Linked DNA regions of Mus musculus: all the other regions are linked to region 5. A link is a contact called in public Hi-C and promoter capture Hi-C data. All regions are on one chromosome and are shown on one strand. Each heading gives the region's core, a stretch centred on a gene start, on an enhancer-like site or on the middle of the called end of the contact. The rest is flanking DNA. Distances are from core to core; before and after follow the strand shown.

Evidence for each region. Promoter capture Hi-C pulls out the DNA fragments that hold promoters and counts their contacts. A called contact is a pair of places that touch in the nucleus more often than the background predicts. Capture Hi-C pulls out chosen DNA fragments and counts their contacts.
Region 1: a contact with region 5 is called in a Hi-C map of CD8 T cells, with 5 times the contacts expected there. The contact joins the promoter of Tiparp here to the promoter of Eif2a in region 5. A contact is called at or near these places in 2 of 484 Hi-C or Micro-C datasets (CD4 T cells and CD8 T cells).
Region 2: a contact with region 5 is called in a promoter capture Hi-C map of cranial neural crest. The contact joins the promoter of Noct here to the promoter of Eif2a in region 5.
Region 3: a contact with region 5 is called in a promoter capture Hi-C map of pancreatic islet. The contact joins the promoter of Gmps here to the promoter of Eif2a in region 5. A contact is called at or near these places in 1 of 39 promoter capture datasets (pre-B cells) and 1 of 9 other capture datasets (pancreatic islet).
Region 4: a contact with region 5 is called in a promoter capture Hi-C map of pre-B cells. The contact joins the promoter of Ccnl1 here to the promoter of Eif2a in region 5. A contact is called at or near these places in 1 of 39 promoter capture datasets (pre-B cells) and 2 of 484 Hi-C or Micro-C datasets (CD4 T cells and embryonic stem cells).

What each region holds. Positions count from the first base shown.
Region 1 is chr3:65,526,573-65,531,946 of GRCm38.p6, reverse strand. Tiparp (TCDD-inducible poly(ADP-ribose) polymerase) reads right to left here and starts at 3,500. Exons shown (of 6, transcript NM_178892.5): 1 at 3,315-3,500; 2 at 1-723. The coding sequence starts at 682. It overlaps 4931440P22Rik (RIKEN cDNA 4931440P22 gene), which reads left to right and starts at 2,533. Exons shown (of 2, transcript NR_027955.1): 1 at 2,533-2,710; 2 at 2,782-4,464.
Region 2 is chr3:51,222,071-51,227,472 of GRCm38.p6, reverse strand. Noct (nocturnin) reads right to left here and starts at 3,026. Exons shown (of 3, transcript NM_009834.2): 1 at 2,186-3,026. The coding sequence starts at 2,369.
Region 3 is chr3:63,974,248-63,979,336 of GRCm38.p6, reverse strand. It overlaps Gmps (guanine monophosphate synthetase), which reads right to left and starts at 3,194. Exons shown (of 16, transcript NM_001033300.2): 1 at 3,027-3,194. The coding sequence starts at 3,053.
Region 4 is chr3:65,955,182-65,960,557 of GRCm38.p6, reverse strand. It overlaps Ccnl1 (cyclin L1), which reads left to right and starts at 2,309. Exons shown (of 11, transcript NM_019937.4): 1 at 2,309-2,750; 2 at 2,983-3,057; 3 at 3,596-3,705. The coding sequence starts at 2,430.
Region 5 is chr3:58,523,839-58,529,076 of GRCm38.p6, reverse strand. Eif2a (eukaryotic translation initiation factor 2A) reads right to left here and starts at 3,256. Exons shown (of 14, transcript NM_001005509.2): 1 at 2,991-3,256. The coding sequence starts at 3,018. Serp1 (stress-associated endoplasmic reticulum protein 1) reads left to right here and starts at 3,193. Exons shown (of 3, transcript NM_030685.3): 1 at 3,193-3,667; 2 at 3,919-3,994; 3 at 5,209-5,238. The coding sequence starts at 3,584.

The DNA.
Region 1 (5,374 bases), core at 2,251-4,750, 7.0 Mb before region 5:
CAAGTTCAAACACAAGCTCAAGGGAAGCTTCCTCACTTTTGTCTTGGAAGAGCTCAGTACTCAACTTATCACTGGTATCCAAAATGTACTGGATTGTAAAACTATTGTCTTGGAAAGCTCCTGGTACATAATCCATAACTTTATCTACGCAGTCAGGACTTGTAGGAACATCACCTGAAACAGGATGCAAAAGGTCAGTTTGGAAGTGTCCTGTTGTAGAATCTGCCACTGTCCCACTGATGGTTTCTGGTGGAAAACTGTGGTCTTGGATTGGAACCCCCTGTTCTGGAGCATCTGTAGAAGGATGCGCTTCTGGTAATTGGCCCTCAACATTTGTCCCATCAGGAATCAGGACAGGCATACTGTTTTCTGCTGGTGGACACGATGGGTTGATTTCCAGGGGTTTTTTCACTATATGTTCATGTAAGCTGCTCTCATCTCTGTTTTGGTCTCTAGCTCTAAAAACTCCATCAAGTGAGCCAGATTCTAGCAAAGTATTTAATATTGGCCTCAAGGATCTCAGGGTTCCAGTTCCCAATCTTTTTTGTTCCTGTTTTTTCTTAAAACACGTTTTCAATGGAGAGATCTTCTCAGAAATTCTCATTTGGCATGAAAAGTCATCAGAAGGAGAAGGAGGCTGTACTACACAGTCTGGCTCAGGTTCAGTGGTTTCCACTTCCATGATGTGATTAACTCCCAACTGTGCCTCAGTATCTACAAATCCTACCAGGAAAGGAAGAAAGATGATCATTTAAAAACTGACAACTGAACCCATTCATTCATTAAAACATTTTGCGTTAGTCTATGGTTAACTATCTGCAATCACTGCTTGCATTATAGTTAGCTCTTACAGGTCAATTTTCTTTTTTTAAACTGAGAAATGAAGATTCAAAAGCTATGCAAAAATCTGCATAATAGTAGATAATAGTAGATGAGAATGTATTTTTCAATACTTATGTATTGACTTAATAATTGATAAACACACACACAGAGGAGGGGGAGACAGAGCAAGTGCTGTGTGATTCTACTGGGGTATGACTTTATTTTGTAAGATAGAAATAACTGTCTTTTTCTAGAAGATGAAGCAGGGAAACCACATCTCTTGCTTAGCTTTGTGGTTCCCTTTACAGTTGTTTATGATCTGTCCCATGAGTTTGCAAAAAACAAAATTCACTGGGAGGAAAGTTCATCAAAAGGATAAACTTAAAAGGTTAAAAAGTGAAAGAACTAGTGTGTGTGTGTATGTGTGTAAGGATAGACACAGAAGCTTTCAAGTGAATTGTGATACAAGAGAAAGCCAGAAGCCTGCTAATGTTTTTACATTCTGAAAGTTCTAGTATTTAATTATTGAATGTTAAAGATTTCTAAATTTTTAAAAAATTCCTGAAGGAATATCAGGATATGCCTAACTTCAACAACCACTGTACCGTGCCTTAGAAACTTAATACAGCACGATTATACAAAGGGTCCTTGTCTTTAGAAAAGTTACACTTATCCACTTTAAAAAAAAAAAACAAATGAAAGTATATTATAACCAAAAAAATACAAATATTAAAAAACACCAAATTTCAGAATCTGAATTTTTTTTCCTTTCAAGAACCAGATCCTTTAAAATGACTGAGATTTCCAGGTATTTACTGAGATTGTTCCAGATGAGAAGGGACAGTGATGAGCAATTAATGGTCTTTTTTCTTGTCCAATAGACTGAAAGAACTCCTTGATGTAAGAACCTATGATTTAATCAAGCATGCATTAGGAGTCCAGTATAGTACCTAGCACTGTTCACCACTGAGGATGTCTGTATTTTGTGGCTGAATTACTTTAGAAAAGGCACACATTAGATGCTTTGTTCTTGGTTGAAGGTCAAAACCCAAAATGGTAAGACTTCGTGCTTTAAAAAACGAATATAAAGATCTAGGAGGGATTTATAAGTCTATGTATACAAAAGTGCTGAATAATCAAAACTCAGAAAAACACAAGGCATGGAACAAAGTGCTAGTCTAAGTACAAAAGAGATTTATTTATTTTAAATAAATAAATATTTGAGTTCAGTATGAGCTGGCATTGTTAGAGAAAGCCTCACGAAGGAGGGATCTGACATGAGACATAAATAACTGGAAAGCAGCCAAGCCAGGCGTTATTATTCATCATTCGGTGCTCTTGCCTCAAGGCTCAGTTGGCACAGATTGTGGTATTCCCTCTCCGTATCTAACCCGCCTGTGCCTTCCCCTACGCACGCACACTATCCCCTCCTATCACACCAATCCAGGCAAAATACTAAAGCGATTTTATTTATACTTCTGCACACGCACATGCACGCACGCACGCACGCACACACACACTCGCACGCACACAACTTTTCCTCTTACTGCCCCTCCACCAAACTCGGAAACTCAACTAGGAAGCAGAGGAGTGGAGTGCGGAAGCCACCAGTTCCTCAATTAGTTTGCATAACAGAAAAATAAAAAGATTGGAAGGTCGTTTCCTCCGGTCGCCCGCAGCGGGCAACCCAATCGCGCCACCCTTCACCTCGTGACGCCCCGGTCGTCTGGCACCACGAGCTGGTCACACCTTCCATGGAAACCGCCGGCTCCAAACAGCCAAGGAGTGAGACGCCCGGGTCCGAGCGACGCCTCCTGCCGGCCGCGCTCCGCGCAGCCACGACCTCCCGCCGCGCCCGTTCCACCGGGCTCCGCACTTCGCCGAGAGGGTGAGCATCCCCGCCCTCACCTTGTCCTCAGGGACCCGGGCGCCCCCTCACTCCCGGCCCACCTTCCTCAGGACCCGACCTCCCCGCCTCCCCGAAGCCACTCAAGGCGAGTCCACAATGAATTCCCCCCCACCCCGGCCCTGCCTCCTTCCCGAGGACCGGCTGGCGAGTCCCGGAGCTTGCAGGGCCGAGCCGCAGCGGACACTCCGGGTGGCGGGGAAAAGGAAGGGGAACCGGTGCGGCACTCAAAGTTAACTCGAACACAGCCTGCAAACTTCTGGGCTGCAGCCCGGAACGCGCGCCGGCCGGAACGCTCCCGCAGCGCCGAGCCCTCCCGCAGGGGCTGCCCCGGCTGCAACCCCCCGAGAGGAGTCGCGGGCGGCCCCGCAAGCCCTGCGGCGCCAGTCCATCTATCCACCTGCCCAGCTCCCGGCGCTGAACCCGATCCCACCCCGCCACCGACGGACGCGAGCGCATTCAGCTCTCCCGGGCAGTCTAGGGATCCGCCGCTGTCCCGACGGGGACTCGGGGCGGCGAGGCTGGCGCCCGCCATCCCGCTGGGGGTCCCTCCGCCGCTCGCTGCCCACCCCCCAGCCCCTTTTACCTCAGGCAAGCCGCCCTTCGAACGCAGCCCAGGCGCGGCGTGGAGGGCCGCCTCTGCGCCAGCGGTCCGAGCCGAGGACGAGGGCCGGTGTCTAGGGGTCGTGGGCGGCCGACGCGGCGAGCGGCGCGCGGGCCATTCCGCGGACCTGAGCGCTGAAAGCCGCAACTGCTCTCGAGGCTCCAGCTCGCTCGCCTGTCAGCTCCAGCTCTGCTTTAAGTGGCTTCCGGTCTCCTCCCCCGGGCCGGCTCGTCTTCGGGGAGGGAGGAGCTTCGGGGCCGAGAGGGGGTGGGGTGGGGTGAGGGGGCCGGGCGATCAGTGAGTGCCGGGAAGCTGGGGCCCCGCCTCCCGTGCGCGTGCTCCGGACGGAGGGGCGCGCGGCGGCTCGGCGCTCCGGGGAGGAGGAGGAGGAGGGAGGGGAGTGTCCGCTCGCGAGCGGCCGAGGGTCCCCGAGGCTCTGACGGTTCGCGAGGCCGGGGAGGCTACCTCCCACCCCCCGTGAGCCTGCGAGGAGAGGAGGCGCGCGCCGCGTGGGGCGGACTCCACCTGCCTGCGGACAGATGCAGGGTCACCGTGTTCCGCGGACACCCGGGCACGCGATGTGAGAGAGGCTGTGAGACGGAACGGCCGGTTTCGGTGCGGTTGCCTTTGTTTATCTGCCTCCTTTCAAGACGCCTCCAGATCCCGAGGGGGAAGCGAGTGGCCGCCTCCGCCGCTGCCTCCAGACGGGGTCGCCGGCCCCGCGCCGTACGGGCGGGAAGGCTGAGCCCGCCCCGCCGCCTGTTCCCGGACAGCCTCCGCTAGGGGAAGCCAATGTTAGGGTTTTGACAATAGAGATGCCTATGCGCGTGTTTTGCAGCCCACGGATCACGTAGTGACTAATTCATTTAACAAGTCAGAGCGCCTCTTCCGCGCCGAGCGTGTACTAGGTTTAGAACTACGACCTTCATCACCCAGACCCCACGCCCTGCACTCATAGAGACTTAGGGAACCGAGAGTTAACCTCAAAAATATACATGAAACTGGCATCTGGATTGTAACTTCATGTATTCAATAGCTTTTTGTTGTTGTTGTTTTTTTAGTTGGAAATAAACATTAAATTTGTATAATCCGAATTTAAGAAAAAAAATTAAAAGATCGTACTTATTCAAAAAAAAAAAAAAGGGGATCCTGGAAAAACAGGCTAAGCAGAGGCTGTGGTTCCCAAGTTTTATGGCACTGCTAACCCAGATTAATGATCACCCAGCAGTGTTGTTTCAAATTGCATCAAGTAAAGGCCCTCAGACTAAAGTGGAAAGGTTGGGACAGAATTCAAAGACTAGTATATAAGCAAAATTAAACTATTTTTAAAAAACTATAATAAGATTGCAGTATTTCCAACGTTTTAAAACTGTCCCAACTTTACCTACTAACTTAATGATTACCAAAAATATTTGCAAAAACAATGTTTTAAGTAAATTTATGGTTTTATGTTGGGTTGCATCCAAACTTAATCCTGGGACACACACATGCAGCCCTCATGTCTCCGGTTGAACATACTATATTTGGGGTTAAATCTATCATTTTACTACGTATTTTTTTCTCTCATCTATTTTGTTTGTTCAATTTGCTTTCGTGCTACTTTTAAAATTCCATTCTCTTCCAACAATTTTTTTATACATTCTTTATACTTTCAGTACTGTTTCAGTTACTGCTATGTACAAATCACCCCCAAATATAGCTATTTAAAACCATAACTGATTTGTTCATGATCCCGGGCTCTTTGCTCAGGAATTCCACCAGGACAGAGTGCCAGTAGCTCATCTGTACAGCTTGAAGGCTGGGCCTGCCTAGTCTAACTGAAATCTCTTAGGACACAAGGTCGAAGCTAGTGTCTCAGCACAAATGAGCTGACAATGATGTAGAAAATGCAAAGATGGAATCTAAGAATGCTGGAGAAGCCAGGTGGTGGTGGTGCACGCCTTTAATCCCAGCCCTTGGGAGGCAGAGGCAGGAGGATTTCTGAGTTCCAGGCCAGCCTGGTCTACAGAGTGAGTCCCAGGACAGCCAGGGCTACACAGAGA
Region 2 (5,402 bases), core at 1,777-4,276, 7.3 Mb after region 5:
TTCATTTAATGACACAGGCCTTTGTGAGAGCTCCCCCCCCCTTAAAAAACACAGGACTGGAACCATAACCTGTACCCCAGGCTGGCCTCGAATTCAAGATCTGCTCCTGGTCAGGCTACACTTTGAATCCCAGCACTTGGGTGCAGGGTTCCAGGACAGCAAGGGTTACATTGAGACTCTCAAAACAAAAAAAAAAAAGAAATGTTCCAGCCTGAATCACCACATCTGCTTAAATCTCACCTCTTAAAACAAAACAAAACAAAACAAAACAAACGAACAACCAAATCTAAAAATCCCGAGAGTTTGTTGTATGTGTGTAGGCACACGTGGATGCCTGGCAACACCTTGAAGGACTTAATTTCTCTCCTTCCATCATGTGGACTGAACTTAGGTCTTCTGCATCTTCACCATTTGCACCATCTCCTTAGCCCCAAATCTCACTTCCTAATGGGAAGTAAGCTCTTTGAATAACCTAAAGCTTAGACTCATCAATTTAATATATTACAGACTCTTCTACAGTGAGTGACACGGCATAAGAATGAGCAACGAATCAATGACTGTATCTTTCCCCCAAAGCTGCAAGAAACAGGAAACCTGCCTACACCCTGTGCTGTCTAAGATAGTTTAAGTACCACAAAAAAGCCTGCAATTTCTTTCTTTGCTGCTAGGGCCTATTGTAAAACCCACAGTCTACCACTTCCCTACCCTACCTCCTTCCATCTATAGGTTTTTACCCATAAATCCAAGGGGTTTCAATTAACTTTTAAAGAAATGCATTAGACATCGGTCAGAAGCCTCACACTGCCAACTCTTTGACTCCATTACCACAGCTGTCCTTGCTCTGAACTACATAACCCACCTGTGCACACAGATGTGCCTAATGACAAATCCGGCTTCTGAAGGAGTTGGAGGGGGCTGGTACCAGCCAACCTTTCCACCACCAAACCTAACAATGTTCCTCCTTGAGACGAGCAACAGGAAAATGGTGTTACTGGGATGCTATCCATCCCAACAGTTATTCCACAACCCACCAAGGTTCTATAGACCCTGAGGTGGGGGCACGACCCTGGACTTTCAAAAGTCTTGCCTTCCTTCCTACCTTTTTGAGACAGCTGTCTCTGTATAGCCCTGGCTGTCCTGGAACTCACTCTGTAGACCAGGCTGGCCTCGAACTCAGAAATCTGCCTGCCTCTGCCTCCCAAGTGCTGGGATTAAAGACGTGGGCCACCACTGCCCTGCGATAACTCGTTAAAGAAAGCCTCATGAAACTTGGCGCCACGTGCTAGCCTTTAATCCCAGCATCCGGTAGGCTGAGGCGGGTGGATCTCTATAAATTCGAACCCAGCCTGGTCTACATAGACAAGGTCTAGGACAGCCATGGCCATGTCTTGGGGGGAAAAAAAGGCAACAAAAGACAACCACAGGGAACCTATACGTTCTAATGTACACTCTGTCCTTAAATTCAACCAATACTCTCTCAAAATGTACTCTAGTAAAATAAGGATGGTTACTGCATCCGAATGTTAGACGGCAATAACCTAATTTGAGGTAACAACCAAATTACACTTTCTAGAAAAGTACTATGGAATAATTGCTGGTTCTGAAGGAGCGCCTACATTAAGTAATTGCTAGATTTGAGGGAGAAACTACTCATTTAAAAGCCATACTTGATTTATATGTAGTTTGTGACCGTCGCAATCTGCTTTTAGGCAGAAAGGAGACACTTAAAAAACACAAGATGATGTACAGAACTGACTTCATGAAAGGTTGATTTACCAGGGATTTAAGACGAAGTGGAAGACTCCCCCCCTTCCAAAACATAAATAAATTAATGAGCGTAACGAGTTAACATGTGCTATTACTACCAGGGCTTTGAGAAGATTCAGAGCCTGTAGGCCCTGCAAACCCAAGATCATGCCATTTTTAGATATTTTTTCCCCTTCATGAGGATGTCCACAAGCCGTCTGCAACCAAAGCGTTACCGCCCTGCATCGGGGGGTGGGGGTGAGGGGTAAAGCAAAACGTTAGCGACTGGGGTCACTGTGGCCACCGGGGATTCAGGGGGATCAGACACGAACGCGGAAAGCGAGGCCCCCTGAGCGGCGTTCCCTCCCTCCCGACGCGACGCCGGGGTGAACGCAGGGGACCAGCCCGCGGCGCCCATTCATTCCGCGCTCCCGCTCACCTGTTCGGGGACGCGACCTCGCGGCGCCCGAGGCCGCCGCCGCCTGCAGTTGCGGGGACTTGGGCCGAGATCCGAGCACCGGCGGGGCGAGCGTTCGGCGCGGGCCGGGCACGAGTGTGCGGCGCAGGCCGGGGGCGTCCCTGAGCAGCAGGGCCGAGCAGAGCCGCCGCGGGCTCTGATACATGCCGGGCGCCGCCGCGCTGACGAGCCGGGCCGAGCTGGGCGGGCGACGGTGGGGTGGGGGTGGCGCGGGACCGCTGCGCTGCGGGGTGTTCCTTCCTCCTCGTCCCTCGGCGCCGACCGGGCGAGCTGTGCCGGGAGGCAGACGCGGCGGCGGCAGCAGCGGCGGCTCACTGAGGCGAGGGAGCTAGCGCCGGGGAGCAACCGGCGAGCGGCGGCGGAGCGGGCGCTACCACGCGGTGGCTGCAGAGGGGGGGATCCGCGCGCACGACCAGGGCGCAGTCAGACCCGGACAGCTCCGGCCGAGAATGGACCGTCTGGATCAGTGACAGCGACTGTAGATCTCCCACGGGGCGGAGGCTGGGGGCTGGCTGACACCGCGGGGATTCGTTAGAGAGGCGTTCCGGGAGCCTCTGTCCCCTCCCGCCGGCTGCAATGGGAGCGTCCACAGGCTGGGAATCCCGGGTTGGTGCCAGCGCTGAGTGTGTGCGAGCGCGTGTCTGGGAGAACGTCCTCCCCGAGCTGTGGGCTCCACGCTCCGCGGTGCTGAAGGAGATTAGGCACCAGGACGCGCTGGCTACTTGTGTGGCGGCTGCGACAAGCATCCGCCCCTCAGGCACGAGAGGCGGAAACGGACTGCAGGGCGTTGAGCGTCAGTCCTGCCAGAAGGTCTGGTGGAATTGGCCTTGGAGCTAGCTGGGCCCTGATTGGAGGGCTGGAAGTCACACCTGGGAGACAGCACTGTAGTTATGGAAAATGAAGGCTAAGGGAATTGGGGAGGGGGGGGGGAAACAAAACAAAACAACCCCCCCCAACCCAAAACAACTGCTTGGGATGGGCCAGACGTAATTTGGACTGTTACCGAATTTAAAGCATTATCCATCCAATAAACCACTGAAAAAGCCAAATTGAAAGTGGAAAGCAGGTGCGGCGGTGAGGGCGACCGCCTTTAATCTCAGCACTGGGGCAGGGGCCCGGATCTTCAACATGGTCTGGAGAGATCCGGCCGGCCAGAGCTACACAGTGAAGCTCTGTCTCAAAATAAAAACAAAGAAACAGAAAAACACCAAACAAACAAAACCCTCAAAACAACAACAAGAATACAAACGAACAAAACTGAAAAAAGGAGATGTACTTAATATGCCCACATGGGGTAGAAGGACGAAGAGTTAACCTCTCTCTGGGATCCCAAAATGAGATTAAAGTTCAAATAGAAGGCCAGGGGTATGCACATCTCAGCAGTCCGGGTCAAAGCGATCTGACTAGATAGAACTGTGTGAATTCCCGCTTCCTGAAAGAATTCCCCCTCAAGCAAAGGCCTTTTCCTTTTCCCAGCAGGAGTTTCCTGAAGGAAATTCCCATTTCTTGGGGGGTCCATTGTTTCAATAGTCTGAGAGTCAGATGCACACACCCACATTCTCTTGAGAAAACCCTTATTTTTGTCAGCTCTGTTGCAGGGATGCTAGGATATGGTCAGAGCTGTGTTTTAATCGGATGCCATATGTTCCAGGAAAATGCTGGAGATGTTGCTCAGTGGTGGAGCACTTACACAGCACTTGAGAGGCCCAAGACTCACATTCTCACCTAAGGGGGTATGGAGAGGGAAGGGGTGGGGGGAGGCGGAGAGGGAAGCAGGAGAGAATGAGTTGAAGAAATACCTCAGGTAGGTTGTGTAAGGAGTGACTAACCCTAACCGGGAATGGAAAAGAAACTTTGAATGAGTATCGTCACCAAGGATTCAAAATGCTTTCCAGACCTGGCCTAAAACATCTAACACCCACAGGATACGGATGAATCAGCTGACAAGCCGATGACAGCATCGGGGCCAGGAACTCCTTAGCTGGTCATTATTAGCGTCTGAGGCTCAGTTTTCTTATCTGTACAGCAATCAATCGCCCATGAGTCATTAGGCAAGGCAAAGGGTCATAAGAAGGTAGCAAGTGCTTTGCAGATAGAACAAAATACAGCAGTTGGTTTACAGTTTAGGTAATGGATCTATGGATGCTGACTCCCTCCCTCCCCCAACCCCCACCACACACCACATTTTCTCCCCCCCCTTCCCTTTCTTACTCCTGTAAGCAGTTTGTCAGTAGCCAAGAAAGCACAGCAGAGGGAGCAGAGAGGGTCAACCAGAACTTGTAATGAATGAGACAGCCTTAAGGAAATTAGATACTCCATGAGCGAATTAATTAACAAGTTTAAAAGTAGTTTGAGGGCTGGAGAGATGGCTCAGTGGTTAAGAGCACCGACTGCTCTTCCGAAGGTCCTGAGTTCAAATCCCAGCAACCACATGGTGGCTCACAACCATCCGTAATGAGATCTGATGCCCTTTACTGGTGTGTCTGAAGACAGCTACAGTGTACTTAGATATAATAATAAATAAATCTTTAAAAAAAGTAGCTTGAGTGGAAGTTTCCTGGGTAGATAAAGCTGTTCCCCACCCAAGCCATAGGCTATTAGAGCGCCCAGTGCCAGCTATGGGCTACTGTACATATAGTAGCTCCTGAAGCCATTAAAACACTACAGGCAATTGCCACTGCTATTGGCTGCCTACCAGAAATAAATGATAAGACCCTGAAGTGTCGACATATGTGTTAGTCACAGAACATGGAGGGATCCAGCTGGAACCGGACTGGAAGGTTCCTCCCAGTTAGCGCACACAAGGTATTCTATAGGCTGCTGGAGCAGGGGCGAGTGGGGGTGGGGTGGGGAGTGGGGAGCTTTGTCACCAACAGCCTTTGCTGTGGACCCTATGTGCAACATCAACTGACCAGACAACAACCTCTTGGTACAACGTGTCAGGACTGTTACAGGGGTAGCCAACCGTTTTCTGATTGGCATCGAGGCCTGCCCGATAGGAGGGAATTCATTTCTGCTATTGTGAACCTGTTCCAAAGCCTGAAGTAGAGTCCAGTAGGTAAGCTACTTCCATTGTTTTGATAAGTGGACATGATGTGCCTTTCTAATTACCTTCTAAATAGCAATGTTCCTGCCCGTTACTGCTGCCGTCAGCTTTGCTGAGAGGAGGTTCTTTTTG
Region 3 (5,089 bases), core at 1,945-4,444, 5.5 Mb before region 5:
TAACATAACCTAGAGTCACGGGGGGAGGAGGAGTTGAGAGGGTCTGGGAAAGAAAACCTTAACTACCTATATCTGTTTGAGCTGGGGGGGGGGGCATTTTCTGAGGGCTAAATTCTACAGAATGGCCTGGCCCAAAGAAAGACTATCATAACTAGGCAAAGAGTCCTGGGATATTAAAGAAAGCTAGCCAATTGTAAGTTTGGAAAGAAGCAAGAAAGCCAGCCTGCAAAGCATCATTTCGCACATGTTAAGTCTTGACTTTCCTCAATGATAAACTGTGTCCAAGTGTGTAAACCAAACCAACCCCTTTCCTTACCAAGTTGCCTGTGGTCAAAATGCCTTATTATAGAAAATAAGGGAACTAGGACAAAAGGGCTAAGAGATATGTATTGGACAATAATGCAAAAGTAGAAGAGTGGGAATGAATGAAACAAAATTTCCCATGTCCCAAAAGCAACTGAAGTTGGATGATAAATCCAGTGCACTATTTTGGTCTGGGCTCTTATCATGGTTTCTGCAAGACCTGGGACTGGGGAGAGGATCCAGAGAAGGGACTAGAAGGGAGGAAGAGAAATGGGAGAAACACAGAAGAAGATGTAGGTCAGTTAGACTGCCTGCCTGCAAAGTAAGAAGCCCTTTAGTGGTCTTGTTTCAATTTTGCCACCATTATGAGAAAATCAAGAGCTTACTAGCATCAGATGAGACAACATAAAATGGGGCTAGACAATGACAGGTGGCGCACAAATTTCTGAACAAAGAAAAATAATACAGTTTTAAGTTCTTTACTCCTGTGCCTTTTAATTATCATTCTCATGGCTATAGCTAACTGTTAAGTCATAGTAACATAATCATTATATAGTGTAGTGGTATAGTACTTTACAGCCCAGGTCCACCGGCCCAGGGCTGGCACCTCCTACAAGGTAACCCATCCTATCCACGTTTAAAAAAGAAAAAAGAAAAAAATGACCTACAGACTTGCCTACCGTCCACCTGGGAGGCATTTTCTTAACTGCTTTCTATTTATCTTTCCAAATAACAAAAAGCCAAACAGAACACTCATTTATATAAAATATTGGTACAGAATTTCTAAAAGTTTTAAAAACAAGGGCTGGGTTAATGGCTCTGGGGTTATGAGCACTGCACTGCCTGCTCTTCCTGAGGATCCAGGTTCAATTCTTTGAACCCACATGGCAGCTCACAACTGTCTGTAATTCCAGTCCCAAGGGATCTTATGTCATTTTCTGGCCTCCATGACCACACGGGCACGAACATGTGGTACACAGACACACTTGCAAGAATAACACCATAAATGTACGTGTGTGTGTGTGTGTGTGTGTGTGTGTGTGTGTGGAGGAGGCTAGCCTTACACTGATGTATGTCTTCTCACTGACGGTGCTGGAATAGCATCTGTGATGGTTAATCCTAATAGGCCAGCTTAAGAATTACTTTATTACTTTTATTAAGTTTTTTTGCATTTTATTTTTAAATTCCTTATAACAGTGTTGTGCCTATATGTTTGTCTGCACCATTTGCATGCAGTGTCTACAGGGACCAAGTGAGGATGTTGGATCATCTGAGCTGGAATTACAGACAGCTGTGAGTTGGCCACTCTACCACATGACCTTGACATAAAATTTAGCTATTCACCTTAAACTCAAATAAATCACAATGATCAAAAATATCATCTTAAGAAAATATTGAGCCGGGCAGTGGTGGCACACGCCTTTAATCCCAGCACTTGGGAGGCAGTGGCAGGCGGTTTTCTGAGTTCGGGGTCAGCCTGGTCTACAGAGTGAGTTCCAGGACAGCCAGGGCTACACAAAGAAACCCTGTATCGGAAAAAAAAAAGCAAAATAATAATTAAAAAATGTTGAAAAAATACTGAAATAATTTTGTGAAAATATTCTTCTAGATCGCAGTAGGTTCTATAAAACCGCAGCGAACTCATCCACCATAAAGATGAGTTCCAGTGAGTTGTAAGATTAAAAATTAAAGACAAATGTACAAAACTGTAAGGTGAGACTTATTCTTCAGACCATGACAGGTGCCTAGGTTTGAAAATATAGGAGCTACCTAATAATGTTTATTCATTTGTTCAACACAGGTTTTTGAATGATTCCTACATATTAAGCAGCCATTCGCGAGTTTGTGACACTTAAGCTCCATGTTTGCAAGGGCAGAAATTATTCCTGGCTCTAGAACAGCTATCCAAAAGTTTGGAGTTTCATACACCCGAAGAGAAATTTAACCAGATTGCTAAAGCTAGGTCACAAGCATGCACAAGCGTGATGTACACCTTGCTAAAGTAAATTATATTCCAACACCGCAGTTTCTCGATGACAAAACTGACTTTGTGAAGGTCAGAAAGCTCTCCAGGTCAAAGACGATTAGGTCGGAAGGGAAAGGGGACCAATTCAGACCAGGCAATTAAGAACGATGTCTAAGGCTGGGAGTTGGAAGCCACAAACGGGCATCAACGGCCCAACGCTCTCGCGTCTTGGCTAACGCAGTTAACTTTTTCCAGCACCCGTGGAGAACCTGGCTCCCAAGAAAAGGCCCCAAAGGCGGGAAAATGTCCCCGAAAACTAGCACGTAATACACGAGACAGAGTGCGCAGGAGCAGAACCTTTAACTCTACCCCTCCGAGGATGGCGGGAGAAGAGGGTGAGAAGCACACCTGGGCCCAGGAACAGAAGCTGTGGTCAATAGAGTCAGAAAGGCCTGCACTAGGCTGGAAAGAATACAGGCCCGCCTGGCCGGACCGCCGCAGGCGAGGCCCCGACCCTGCCCTGCGGTTGAAGGGCCCCGAAGTCCCCAAGAATCGCGGCCCACAGCCAGGTCGCCTCTCCGCTGGAACTCGATGCTTCACTAGCAAAGCCAACAAAGCGCCTCGGATGCAATAAAGCCGCGCCGCAGGCCGGGCTGACACATGTAGAGCGCCACTGACCCGGCCGAGGGAGACGGACGGACCCCCAGGTCTCGCTCACGCTGCCGGAGGGCGGCAGAGACGCCAATCACAGACTGACCTTGGAATCTCCGTTGCACAGGGCCATCGGGGACCAACGCCGCGGGTGCAGACTGCTGGCAAGGCCTGGACGCCAGAGGCTCAACACCGGGACCGGCAGAAGCGTGAAGAACAAGAGCAGCCCGGAACCTAACAGCGGCCTCAGAACACAGAAGCGCGCGCAGGCCCTGCCTCCAGCTTCCGCCCGACCTCCTCTAACCGGCCCCGCCTCTTAGAGGCGGGACCATGCAAGCCCCGCCCTCGTCGTCACCCCGGGAAGATAACACCAAACCTACCAGAAAGGAAAGCATCAGCCATGCCCCCAGTCTGGGCAATAGAACTGGATGTGATAGCTGACAATAATTAAGTAGTGGCTACATACCACCTCAAACTTCAAGTTTTTATAAACTGCAAGATACATTTAAGTAATGGATTCACCGTGTCACAAATAGTGGCTCAATTTTTCTGGTTTTTTTTTGTTTTATTTTGGTTTTGTTGTTTTTCTAAATAAGGTCACTCAGCAGACCAGGCTAGCCTCAAAGTTACATCCAGCTGCCTCTGACTCCTAAGTGCTAAAATTAAAGGTGTGTGCCATCACCTCTGTTTTTTAACAATAAGCTGTAGATTCCTCAGAGAGCCTACCTTGTTGAAGAAATTATATTTATTTGATTGCCTGTTTAGTTTTTGTTTGTCTGTTTCTTTTTTCTTTTGTAAGAATGTATGGTAGCCAGTCACCACCTTTGATCCCAGCAATCTGGAGGCTGAGGCAGGCACATCTTAGTTCCAGGCCAGATTTTTTTTTCTTTTTTTTTTTTTTTTGGTTTTTCAAGACAGGGTTTCTCTGTATAGCCCTGGCTGTCCTAGAACTCACTTTGTAGACCAGGCTGGCCTCGAACTCAGAAATCCGCCTGCCTCTGCCTCCCGAGTGCTGGGATTAAAGGCGTGCGCCACCACGCCCGGCTCAGATTTTTAAAAATAAGGAAAGAAAGTAATTAAAAGAAAAATGTTCAGAGGCTCTTGATCTCTCTCTCTCTCTCTCTCACTCTGGTGCCAGAACAGCCAGGGCTATACAGAGAAACCCTGTCTCAAAAAAAAAAAAAAAAAAAAAAAAAGAAGAAGAAGAAAAGAAAGAAAGAAAGAAAGAAAGAAAGGGAAAAGGGAAAAGGGAAAAGGGAAAAGGGAAAAGGGAAAGGGAAAGGGAAAGGGAAAGGAAAGGAAAGGAAAGGAAAGGAAAGGAAAAAAGAAAACCCAACATCCTCCCATGGCCTCAGTGCCTATAAACACATGTACACATAACCCCCCCCCCCCCAACACACACACAATGAAATAAGAACTTTTGCAAGCAACAGCAAAAAAGAATGGCTGATGTGAAGGAAGAAGCCAGGTGTCATTGGTGTCCTAACACTTGCTAGTGCATCCCTGTGAGTTGGAGGCCAGCCTAGGACACATAGAAAAAGACAGGAAAGGAGAACTGCTGTGGATGATAAAGGACACAGATAGGATTTATGATAAACTATCAAGTAATAAAAGCTGGAAATGTTAAAGAATCATTTTCAGCTATCATAACAATAGTAAATTAGGACATGAAATATTAGTAGATGCTAAAATTAAAGAGTGGAAGATAAGAAGCAAGTTTTATTTATACTGTCACAGAGTATCTTCCCACATTATTACTTATGCAATGTAAAATAGCAAATTTTTCTGTCTTTGCTTGTTTTTGAGTAGAGTTTCACTGTTAACCCTTGATAGCTATGAACTAGACATGATCCAACTGCATGAGCCTCCCAAGTGTATATGCTACCACATCTTACAAAATTTAGCAACTTTAGAAGTGCCTCAAGTCAGCCTTTCTTGAGTGATCAATATGAATATCACAAATAGTACAGTAGGTCAGTGTCATGTCTCACTTGATGGTCTAAATAAAATGAGGAGAATGTTACTGTAGTTCTGCCTAAAATTCATAAAAGAAAGGAACATCAATTAAAGACACATTCCACAAAATAACTGGCCTATGATTATATCCAGTTATTTATTTCTTTATGAAAACAATACCTCTAAACCTGATCATTAAAGGAGACTTTTTTC
Region 4 (5,376 bases), core at 1,060-3,559, 7.4 Mb before region 5:
AGGTGTGTACCACCTTTACAGGTAGGAACCAGTAATGTTAAAGACAGGGTTGTTCCTTCAAACAAGGGTATATAACCTTCTATCCACCCAGAAGGCCGAGAGCAGATGTGACTAATAGCCTGGTGACCTTTTCTGCTGTGTGGCCAAGACCACATCAGATCTTTCTCCAGACCCGTATCATGAGCATGTCATTTACAGAATTGATCATTATGGAAGGTGTCTCATGTAGTGAATCTACAGAACCCATCTTTATGGAAGATGTCACGTGTACTTTACAAAGAGTTTTGATGGAGTCACACCTTAAACTTTATTGTCCACATGGAATTGAGTTAATTATCACCAAAAAAGTTTTCACTAAATTGTGCCGACCCTAATATATGCATAGAATTGCACATTGGTGGTGCAGCTATCCAAATCATTTCTGCTCCTTACCCATATTCCTGTAAGTAACCCTAATAAAACTCATTGGTTCACCAAGTTTGCACTCTGATGGTATCCATACTTTGGTCTGTGGTAGGTTCCCTATCTGAGGTGAGTAGTGTCTCACTAGGAAAAGTTTTGTCCCGACATACCTGTCCCCTGGACTTGTGTCTCCTATGCTGTCACAGAAAGTTTGGATATGAAATGCCTGCCACATACAGACCCTGTGAAGAGCTTGTCCTTAGTTAGTAGCACTGAGAGGTGATTTAATCACAAAGGCAAATACCTCATAAATGGGTTAATCCGACGATGAGGTCACAGCTGGACAAGCAATTAGGAGTTGGCAACCTACTTGAGGAGGGAGATCCCTGGATATATTCCCCTTTCTCTTTGTTGGTGGCAAGGGATTTGTTTTTACCAAGGTCTCACACCATAAAGTTCTGCCTACACAGTCCTACAGGTATAGGGCCACATGGCTGTAGCCTGAAACCTCAGAGACCATAAACCAAAATTAAACCTCATTGTGGACTTTCTAGGTAATCTGTCAGTGACAAAAAGCTATCACAATCATAAAATTTTTGTTTTTGAGGCTTTAGTTGAGTACTGGGATTAAAGGCTTGTGCCACCACTTCCTGCTCTATATAGCTTTTGTTTGGAAGAGGTTTTGTTTCATTTTGAAGATATTATATAGCTCTTACTGGCTTGGAATCAGTCTGACCCTCTAATCAGAGATCCACCTGTCTTTGTCTCCAGAGTGCCCGTCCCAACACACTTTGTAAAAATGAGCTGTGAAAATACCTTGCTTTGGTGACTAAGATGTATCCAAATTTTCAGTGCGCTCTATAGGTCCAAGGTTAAGACACTTTTCAAGAAAGTAAGCTTTAACAAAATAACAATTCCAACCCTTTGTACTGAGTCAGGAGATTTTTCTTTCTCCCTAAAGGCCATCTCAGAGGATTAAGCTGGAATAAAAAGATCATGGGAGGCCAGAGGCAGAAGGATCAATTGTTTCACGGTCGACCTCAGCTTTTGGGACTTTTAGTATGGATGGAAAAAGACCACAGCTCTCAGCCAGGCGGTGGTGGCGCACGCCTTTAATCCCAGCACTCGGGAGACAAAGACAGGCGGATTTCTGAGTTCAGGGCCAGCCTGGTCTACAAAGTGAGTTTCAGGACAGCCAGAACTATACAGAGAAACTGTCTCGAAAAAAACAAAAAAACCACAGCTCTCATCTTAAAGGGAATAAATGATGGGTTATCCTGGAGCCATTTTGATTGACCATGGTCCCGGAACACAGATTTAGGTTATTCCAAACTCCATGTAAGATGAGAGCTGTGTTTTTCTCTTCATTGACACAGGGATAGTTACTTTCTCTCCACTCTGACAAAAACCATCTCTTTAAGACGAGACTCCCCAGCGCAATGAAATCGCCCGTGTACTGTCCTCGCCATAAACCTATTTTTGGAACTAGGGATTTTCCAGATTACTGTAAACCCGGCGAAGTGAGGTCAGGGCTAGGCATGCCTTTCTAGGCTACACCCCGACACCCACGCGCGCTCGGAGCTTTCCGGAAACCCCAGGCGCTCAAACTGGGAAGCTGCCCGGTTCAGAGTCACTTTGTTACACTCCGGTGTCGCCGACCGCCGGACTGTCACCAACGCGCAGACCGTGCAGGGGTATCGGGGCCGACTCACCAGGCCAGAGTCCGGGTTATCCGGTGACTAAAGCCATTACCACCCCTGAGCCGCCAGCACCCTGCCCCGCCCTGCCCATCCGGACCCCTCCGCCCGGTGTCACCGACCGAAGCGCGGAGGAACTCGTTGGCGCGCGCGGGGAGTGGAGTGGGGTGGGGTAGGGCGTGTCGGCGTGGTGACGTCAGGGCGGAAGCGCACGCTGCGTGCGGCGGCCTGGAAGCCGGCGGTCACGGGAAGATCCGTCGCGCCGAGGACGCTGGTTAGTCTCGCTTTGGGTTCCGGCTGCGTCGGGCGTGCGTGGAGCTCGCTGGAACTATGGCGTCCGGGCCTCACCCGACCTCGACCGCTGCCGCCGCCGCCGCCGCTGCCGCCTCCGCCTCGTCCGCCGCCCCGAGCGCGGGCGGCTCCAGCTCCGGCACGACCACCACGACGACGACCACGACCGGAGGGATCCTGATCGGCGACCGCCTGTATTCGGAGGTGTCGCTCACCATCGACCACTCGCTGATCCCGGAGGAGCGGCTCTCGCCTACCCCGTCCATGCAGGACGGCCTGGACCTGCCCAGCGAGACGGATCTGCGCATCTTGGGCTGCGAGCTCATCCAGGCCGCCGGCATCCTCCTCCGGCTGCCGCAGGTGAGAACCCCGGCTGGTTGCGGGCCTCTCCGCCGCGGCCAGGTTTCTCCGGAGCCTGCGCCGGGCGGCGGCGGCGGCGGGAGCTCGGGCGGGCGAGGGTGGGGATGCGGGGGCGGGCGGCGCCGCGCGGCCCGGGCGGGGGAAGGGAAGCGAGCGGCCGCACAAAATGGCGGCGGCGCCTGGTGCGGGCCCGCCTGACCCCGGCGCTTCCGTTCTCCTCTCTCGTCTGCAGGTGGCGATGGCTACAGGGCAGGTGCTGTTCCATCGGTTCTTCTACTCCAAGTCGTTCGTCAAACACAGTTTCGAGGTAAGCGCGGCGGAGGCGGACAAGAAGGGATTTCTTCATCCGGAAGCGGGGAGGAAGGGGGTAGGAACCAGCTTTTCCAGAAAGGGAGTGGTTAGCTTAGGCCTTTGTACCTCGTTCCCACCCAGAAGGAAATGGGGCCCGTAGAGCAATGTTTCAAGAACTAGAAAATGGATCCCCAGTTCACGTGCTCTGTTAACCAAGAACTACGTTTTCAAGCCATTGCACAATTCTAGCAAGAGGTAGCTTGATTCTGACCCAAAATTAAGAGCAGTTGAGCAATAAAACGTAAGAGCTGGTCTAAAAATGTCAGCTTCGATTTTATTTCGCTAAAAAGCCCGTTGTATCCTAAAGAGGGTTCTTTGCCGGTCCTTGGTGACCCACATCCTTGGGCAGGCAGATGTACATACAGATGGAGTTCCTGGAAGCCAGGACTACACAGAGAAGCCCTATCTAAAAACAAAACAAAATAAGGGTTGTTAGACTTTGTTAAACTGTTTCTAGTTTAACTTCACTTGGATTTTTACCTGGGTTCTTTCAGATTGTTGCTATGGCCTGTATTAATCTTGCGTCAAAAATCGAAGAAGCGCCAAGAAGAATAAGAGATGTGATTAATGTATTCCACCACCTCCGCCAGTTAAGAGGAAAAAGGTAAGATTGGCCTGTTGAACATAGTATCTCTTGCTGTACTGTGCACCAATCATCCAGTCAAAACATCTTCTCCCCTCCCTCAAGTCAGTGTGGATGCAAAAGAAAGCGGACATTAGGTGCTGAAATTCACGTAGGAACATTGAAACTTTTAAAATCCCCTCCATTAACCAGCTATCTGAAGTTTGTAGAGACAGTTGCATTGTGGACAATTCTAGAGTGCTGTGAAGCCAGTCCCTTGGCTTAAGATTAAACAAGAAAGGGAGTACGGTTGGCTCAAGTGGGAGTGTATTCTGTAAGTTGTGTTTCCCCTCCCCTCTCTGGAAAACTGAAGGCTGGACATGTAAGCCCTGTAGTTCAAGTTAATGTTGTGGCAAAGTTCCGTGTAGGTCGTTTTTCTGCTTGGAGTCCCAGTTTCTTCATCAATTGAGGTTGGCTTTTGTTAGAGTACTTCTCAACATTGAACTACGATATATCGCATAATGCCGCATCTGAAAGGACTGGAGGATGATAAAGTTTGAAGTCAAAGGGATTGAACAGGTATTCTGTTTTGGTCAGATGTAGTCTCAGTGAGTTCCTTAGAAAAATAACTCATTGAGTTGCTTCAGATAGGGCTCTTTATTCGATCTTGTAAGAAAATAGAGTCTGAAACAGTATCTTTTAGGTGTAGTGATACCCTGGTAACTTTATGTGGGCCTATAAGGCAGTACCAAAGCTTGTTGCAGTACTCCAGGCTCTACAGGTGATTCTAGGACAGGCTGATGGATATTTGTGGTGTAGATTAGTTTCTAAGGAACTGTGAGCTTGGAAGGAATTTAGCTATGACAAGATAACCTGTTTTGGGAGTTGGGTGTTGCTTAGTCCTAATGCGTATTGAACATAGGTAGTCTTTATTGTGGAAGCTATAAGTTGGTGGTAGTGGAAGTTTGAAATGAGTAACACAGTCAATTTTTATAGCATTTTTTTCTCTATACTATTCAGCCCCATCTTTTCTAACTATGTGCCCAGATACAATTTCTTCTGTTTGAAAACATTTTTAGTTCTTTGTGAAGAAAGTTGAGAAATGGGGGAGTTTCAAATTAGTGTTTAGTATGTTCTGAGCTTATACTTGTATTTTAGATTACATGGCTGATTTTTTTTTTCAGGGTGTTTTTACAAAACACTGAAATACAGAATTCTTATTTTTAGTGAATAAAGGAACATTTTCTAGTAGTATATGAGTTGTTGAGCCAACTATAATCACATGATCGTTTGGTGTTTTTCTGTGGGACTTCTTCCTTCCTAGGTGTCAGAATAGGATCATCTTTTTATAAAACTTCAAAATTTAAAATAATTCAATCTGACTGGCTTGTATTGGATATAAACTTCATTTTTGATCATCATTAAAGAGAAATTGATTTTGTTTCAATGTTTCAAATTTGATTATAGCATGAAATTCTTAAAGAAGTTAATTGCATGGAAGCCCCCCTTTTAAAAGCAGGATATAAGTGTTTCTATGCATATTACAAGTTTACTCAGACATGTAACTTGTATATGTTATTAACTTCAACTCTTTTTTCCCTTGCAACCGACTATACAGCGACCAGCTACATTTACCAAAGCCTGGGTGATGTGGAGTGGTACATAGAGATGAAGCTGTCGTCATGGCAACAGTGAGTGAAGTATCGAAATCCC
Region 5 (5,238 bases), core at 2,007-4,506:
CTTTTGCTGGCCTGGAAATTTCTTAAGTAGACCAGATTGACCTTGAACTCACAGAAATCTGACTACCTCTGCCCTCAAGTGCTGGCATTAAAGGCTATCATACATGTTACATGTTTAACAAACACTAGAAGGATAAGCCACAAATAAAATTTTCAAATGAGGGAGTTTATTGAGATCATACCTTAGTTATACATTATGTAGAAATTTAGCCAGTGTTAAGGCCATGGCCACAAAGGTATAGCAGAATCTAACACACTACGACCTTTCTTAGAATTTATATACCAATCTAGAATAGAATGGCAAACTGTCAGTACAGTCCTAATAAGGCCGCCGCTACGTAACTATAAAACGTGAATGTGATCAAGCTGTCACTGCTAACCCAAGTCCATGGTCTTCCACTGATGGACAAAGAAGAGGGGAGCTTGTTCTTACCTCACTTCAACCACCGGTATTTTAGCAGCCTCCCCCAGCTCTAGTGACACTTTTAATTGGCAGCACAGATTCTCTGTCTTGTTCATTTCTGCCAACATTATGGGAACTCAGAATGTTCTAGACACCAAAAGGGGTTTCTCACAATTTGTATTTAAGATCTATTATTTCATACTAGGGAAGAAAGTAAACTCCAAAATAACACTGGTAAGAAAAAAACAGCAACAAGAGGAAAAATAAGACCTGTATCAGCCACACTCTCTAAAGGAAAGAGCCTGAGATTTCTGTTGGGAATGCTGGTCAAACAAAGAAAAGCTCTTTTCTTTAGAGTCACTAAGCTGGTTGAATATCTGCCTGAGGATAAATCTGTCTCCTTTAATAAAAGAAAAGCAAGAACCAGGAAATACAGAAATAGATTTGGGGGTGGGGGGAGTGTTATGTAAATACTTAAATTTATCAACACTAAAGCTTTTTAGAACAAGTGTTTAAAAACTCAAGTTTCACATGTTTTGGTCTTTTCTCATTTCCGACTTAGAGTTATAACAATAAACAATTATTCACAGATCTATAGATCTAGTAAGTATACATTAAGTAAGATTTAAGGATTTAGGAATTTAAAAACTTAAAACAAAGAATGTTTAAAAGAGTAAACAGTATATTTTATTGGTAGAAAATAGACCATGGAATACCTGGGTATAATCCTAACCCTGCAAATATGTAATGTAAATTTGGCCAAGTAATCTTTGGGCATCTAAGAATATGATACTATGAGAGAGTGTCAGAACAAAGGCTCTAATCTAGAATCCTGTGAAAAAAATTGTTACTTTGTTAATTTGATTATATACAATCTATTCTTCATGAGTTAATTCTCCTATGTTTAGTGTCTACTATTTAGTAGGTTCTGCATTAGGTACTGAAAAGGCAAGGATGAATAAGACTTTACCCCAAACATCATAATTTAGCAGTCTAGCAGGGAAGGAAAATAGTTGAACAAATAGAGCATTTCCTTTGTGATACATAAAAAAAAGAGTGAAAAATAGCTCAGAAAGCGACCGTGCCCGTGCAGAAAGTGTGGTAAATTGCTTGGAAGTAGCTTGCCAAGTCAACAGAAAGAAGAGGATAATTCTGAAGAAGAACTTAAAGGGCTTTAACAACTCAGTACTGATGGAACACAAAATAAGCCGCGATGCCAATGCAGTAAGGTTAGTGCCACTAAGATTATAGTGATCCGTATGCTGGGCTGAACAGGATGGACTTCACACTGTCTCAAAAGGGCAGAACTTCAATCCCTTTTTAATGTACTAATTTTTAGGTCGAATTCAAATATTCATTTAGTAGTAAAGCTTTTAAGTAACAGAGAAGCAATTTATTGAATTACATAATTATGCCATTTAAATAGTGTCAGGGGGCTGGAGGATGGCTCAGCATTAAGAGTACTTGCTTCTCTTAAGAAGAAATAAATAGAGTTCTCAGCACTCATCTAAGGTGAGGCTCACAACTCTAACTCCAGCCCCAGGGAAGCCCACACCCTCTTCTGGGCCTCTTAAGGCCTGTACTCCTGTGCACACGCTCAGATACAGACGCATAAATAAATAAATAAATAATCTAAACAAAAGAAAACAATCTCAACTATCTGGCAGTGTTTAGAAGATTGCAACTAGCACCTCATAACTATCTGGCGAATAAATTATGATAGTCTATCTGAACAGGATAAGCATGGCTCTTAAAAATGTATATTCCTAGACTGGCAGAAGTATAAAAGCTTTGCCGTGTCTCAGGAGGACATAACTTCCAATTCTCAAAAATAAGACATTCGTCCTAATGATGCTATCTTTCTTCTTACATTGTTATCAACGATTTTTTTCTTTCCCACTTCTTTTCTACTTGAATCTTTTGTTTATTCAAACTTACATACCCAAGCCATAACATAGTATAGCACCTTTCCCAGTGTTGTCCAAGTTTGTTGTTGTTGTTTAAGCACCACAATATGTGTCAGCTTTAAATTCCTAGCGTCTTCTCATGTTCTACTTCTTAAATACTGTCTCACAGCTGTTTCAATCGAAAACATTAGACTATCATTATCCTGCTCACTGTCGCCACCTTAAGCCACATCTTCAGCATGAAACCTAACCTACACTAGCAATGTCTTGCTCCCTATCAACTCCCACAAACCTCATAACAATAAGGGAGCATATAATTTTTAATAATACTTAAGTTCAGATGAATTCGGTGTGAAGAGTCTTGTTTCTTCTATTAAGAAGGGTCCAAGCAACACCCGGCATTGCAGACCACAGGTCACACATCAAACTAATACTTTCTGTTACCTGTCTATTCCTATGGAAGATGAAGAACGATGGATGGATAACTGGGAGGAGGGACTACTGGGGACGGAGACTTCACTTCCCATTGGGATGCTATTACCAAATAAACTAAAAGACAGTTTGGTCCTTCCAGGAGGAAAGGCAAGACGGACTTCCAAGGCTTGCTAAGGAATTCTCCAGCGCGAAGACACAGAAAGAAATCACCGTAAAGGAAGAGTCTCTCGCTCTTTTGGAACTCACCTGTCAACAGCGGTGTGGACGGCGCCATCTTGTCCCGGAAAGAGAAACCCACGCGCTGGGGTGAGAGTTCAAGAAAGGCCGAACCCGGCCTCTACACGTCTCCCCAAGCGCAAAGTCTGCGAGTCGGTGTTTCCGGCGCCGCCAGCCTCGGGGCCAATCCACGTCTGGTTCCCGAGCGCGCACGCGCAGCTCTGGCTCCTCGTTTTCCGGAGCGGGGAAGAGCCTGGCTGCGGTGGCGGCCGGCGCTCGCCCTCCCTCTCCGGAGCGGGCGGAGTCCACACTTCCGCGGGGCGGGGTCTGCCCAGTGCTGACGTTGGCAGCCGAACCCGAACTAGTTCGAGGTTGCCGGTTGCACTGTCCGGTGGTTGGACTCTTGCCTCTCGGCCCTGCGGCCCGCTCTCCCCGGCACGCCGCCCCAAAGGCTGCTCAGACCGCCGCGATCGGCGGCTGCCGGTGTTCCAGCGCTCCGCGTCCCGGCCCAGTGGCTGTAGACGGCGTAGGCACCGCGATCAGAGCCGAGCCTCCCTCCCGGTGGCCCGGGACCGGCGAGCGAGCGAGTCCGAGAGGTTCTTGGGGCAGGTGGCGCTGCGAAAATGGTCGCCAAGCAGAGGATCCGTATGGCCAACGAGAAGCACAGCAAGAACATAACTCAGCGCGGCAACGTCGCTAAGACCTCGGTAAGGGAAAGTGGGCACCCCGCTCCATGTCGTGGCCGGGAGCCGAGGCCCGCGCCCCGCGCCCGGCCGGGGCCGCGGCGAGTTCTCCCCAGACCCGCCTGACTCCGGACTCCCGCTGCGGTGGAATCTGGGGTGGGGGGAGAGATCTGTGAGTCGGCCGGCCGGCCACCTGGCCTGGGGTGCAGGCCTTGGGAGCCCGGGATCCGAGAGTGCTTTCTCTGCATTTGAAACCGGGTTTTTTCTTTTTGCAGAGAAATGCCCCCGAAGAAAAGGCGTCGGTAGGACCCTGGTTATTGGCCCTCTTCATTTTTGTTGTCTGTGGCTCTGGTAAGTGTTTGGGGGGCTCTCGCGGTTTGGAATGACGTGGATGAGTGGCGAGTCCTACCTACCCGCGTGGTTCTCAACCCACCTGCTAAGAGAATTGTTTCTAGTGAACTGGATAACTTGTACCACAGAGGGTGGTGCCCCAGAAATTTCTCTTACCTTGATTTATGCTCATTGAAGATCAAAAAGAGAGAGAGAGAGAAATTAGATCTTCCTAATGATCCCTTAGAAGAAATTAAGCACCAAATATCTCTGATTTGCATTGTAACTTTATTATCGATAGTGTTGCAAAAAACTTAGCGAACATCGTGAACATCTGGATACTAGAACAGGACTGAACGATACCAGTACCTAAGGTCTCTATGTCAAAAACTAAGTATATAAAGTAAGGGTAGTACAAAGAATTGATTTTCTGTAGAGGAAACATACCTGCTGGGATATTTAATGTATGAGACAAGTGTTTTCAGGTAAGATTAGTTATTAAGACAGCCTGGTTTTAAGATGATAGACTCTTGCCCCTGCGGATGGATGTATTACAGACTGTCCTCCTGCTCTGCCTGCTGCTTTAATAGACAAGCTGCTGTTATTGAGACAGATGCTTTTATTTGCCGCATTCTACAGTTCCTGAGATTTTCATTTAACATTTCACTTTGCCTTTTTTCTAAACTTAACAACCGGAAGCTTTCTTGATATGTGGCCAAGAGCCAACCAGTTTATGTAACACAAAAAGATTATTGAATTTCAGCTGTGTGAGAATGAAGAAATGTGCATGTGTTAGGAAACCAGGCCTTTAAGGATATGTTGGAAATAAATTAATAGTAGGAAAAACGTGTTTGTTTTGGTGCTTTCAAGTTATTGCTAAAATAATTTCACATCTGGAATATCTCTTGTACATCTTATAGGTAAAAGTCAAGGAGCTGCAATTAAGGAAATAATTTGAGTTCGATGTGAAGCTCAGCTGCAGCGTATTTACCTATCATGCATCAGGCCCTCCCCGGGTCCCATCCCCAGTACCACGAGATAATAATCACTTCAAGGCATTGAATTGTTTAATTATGATAAACCTGCTTCACTTTTTTATTAGCGTAAAGTTAGATTAGCATTTGTAACTGACTGTACGATCACGCTGGAGTCTGCAGCTGCTGTAAATAGATGACTTTTAGTTGAGAGGCCTGTTTTCTTCAACTTGTTTTAATATTTGCTCTTTCTCTTCACAGCAATTTTCCAGATTATTCAAAGTATCAGGA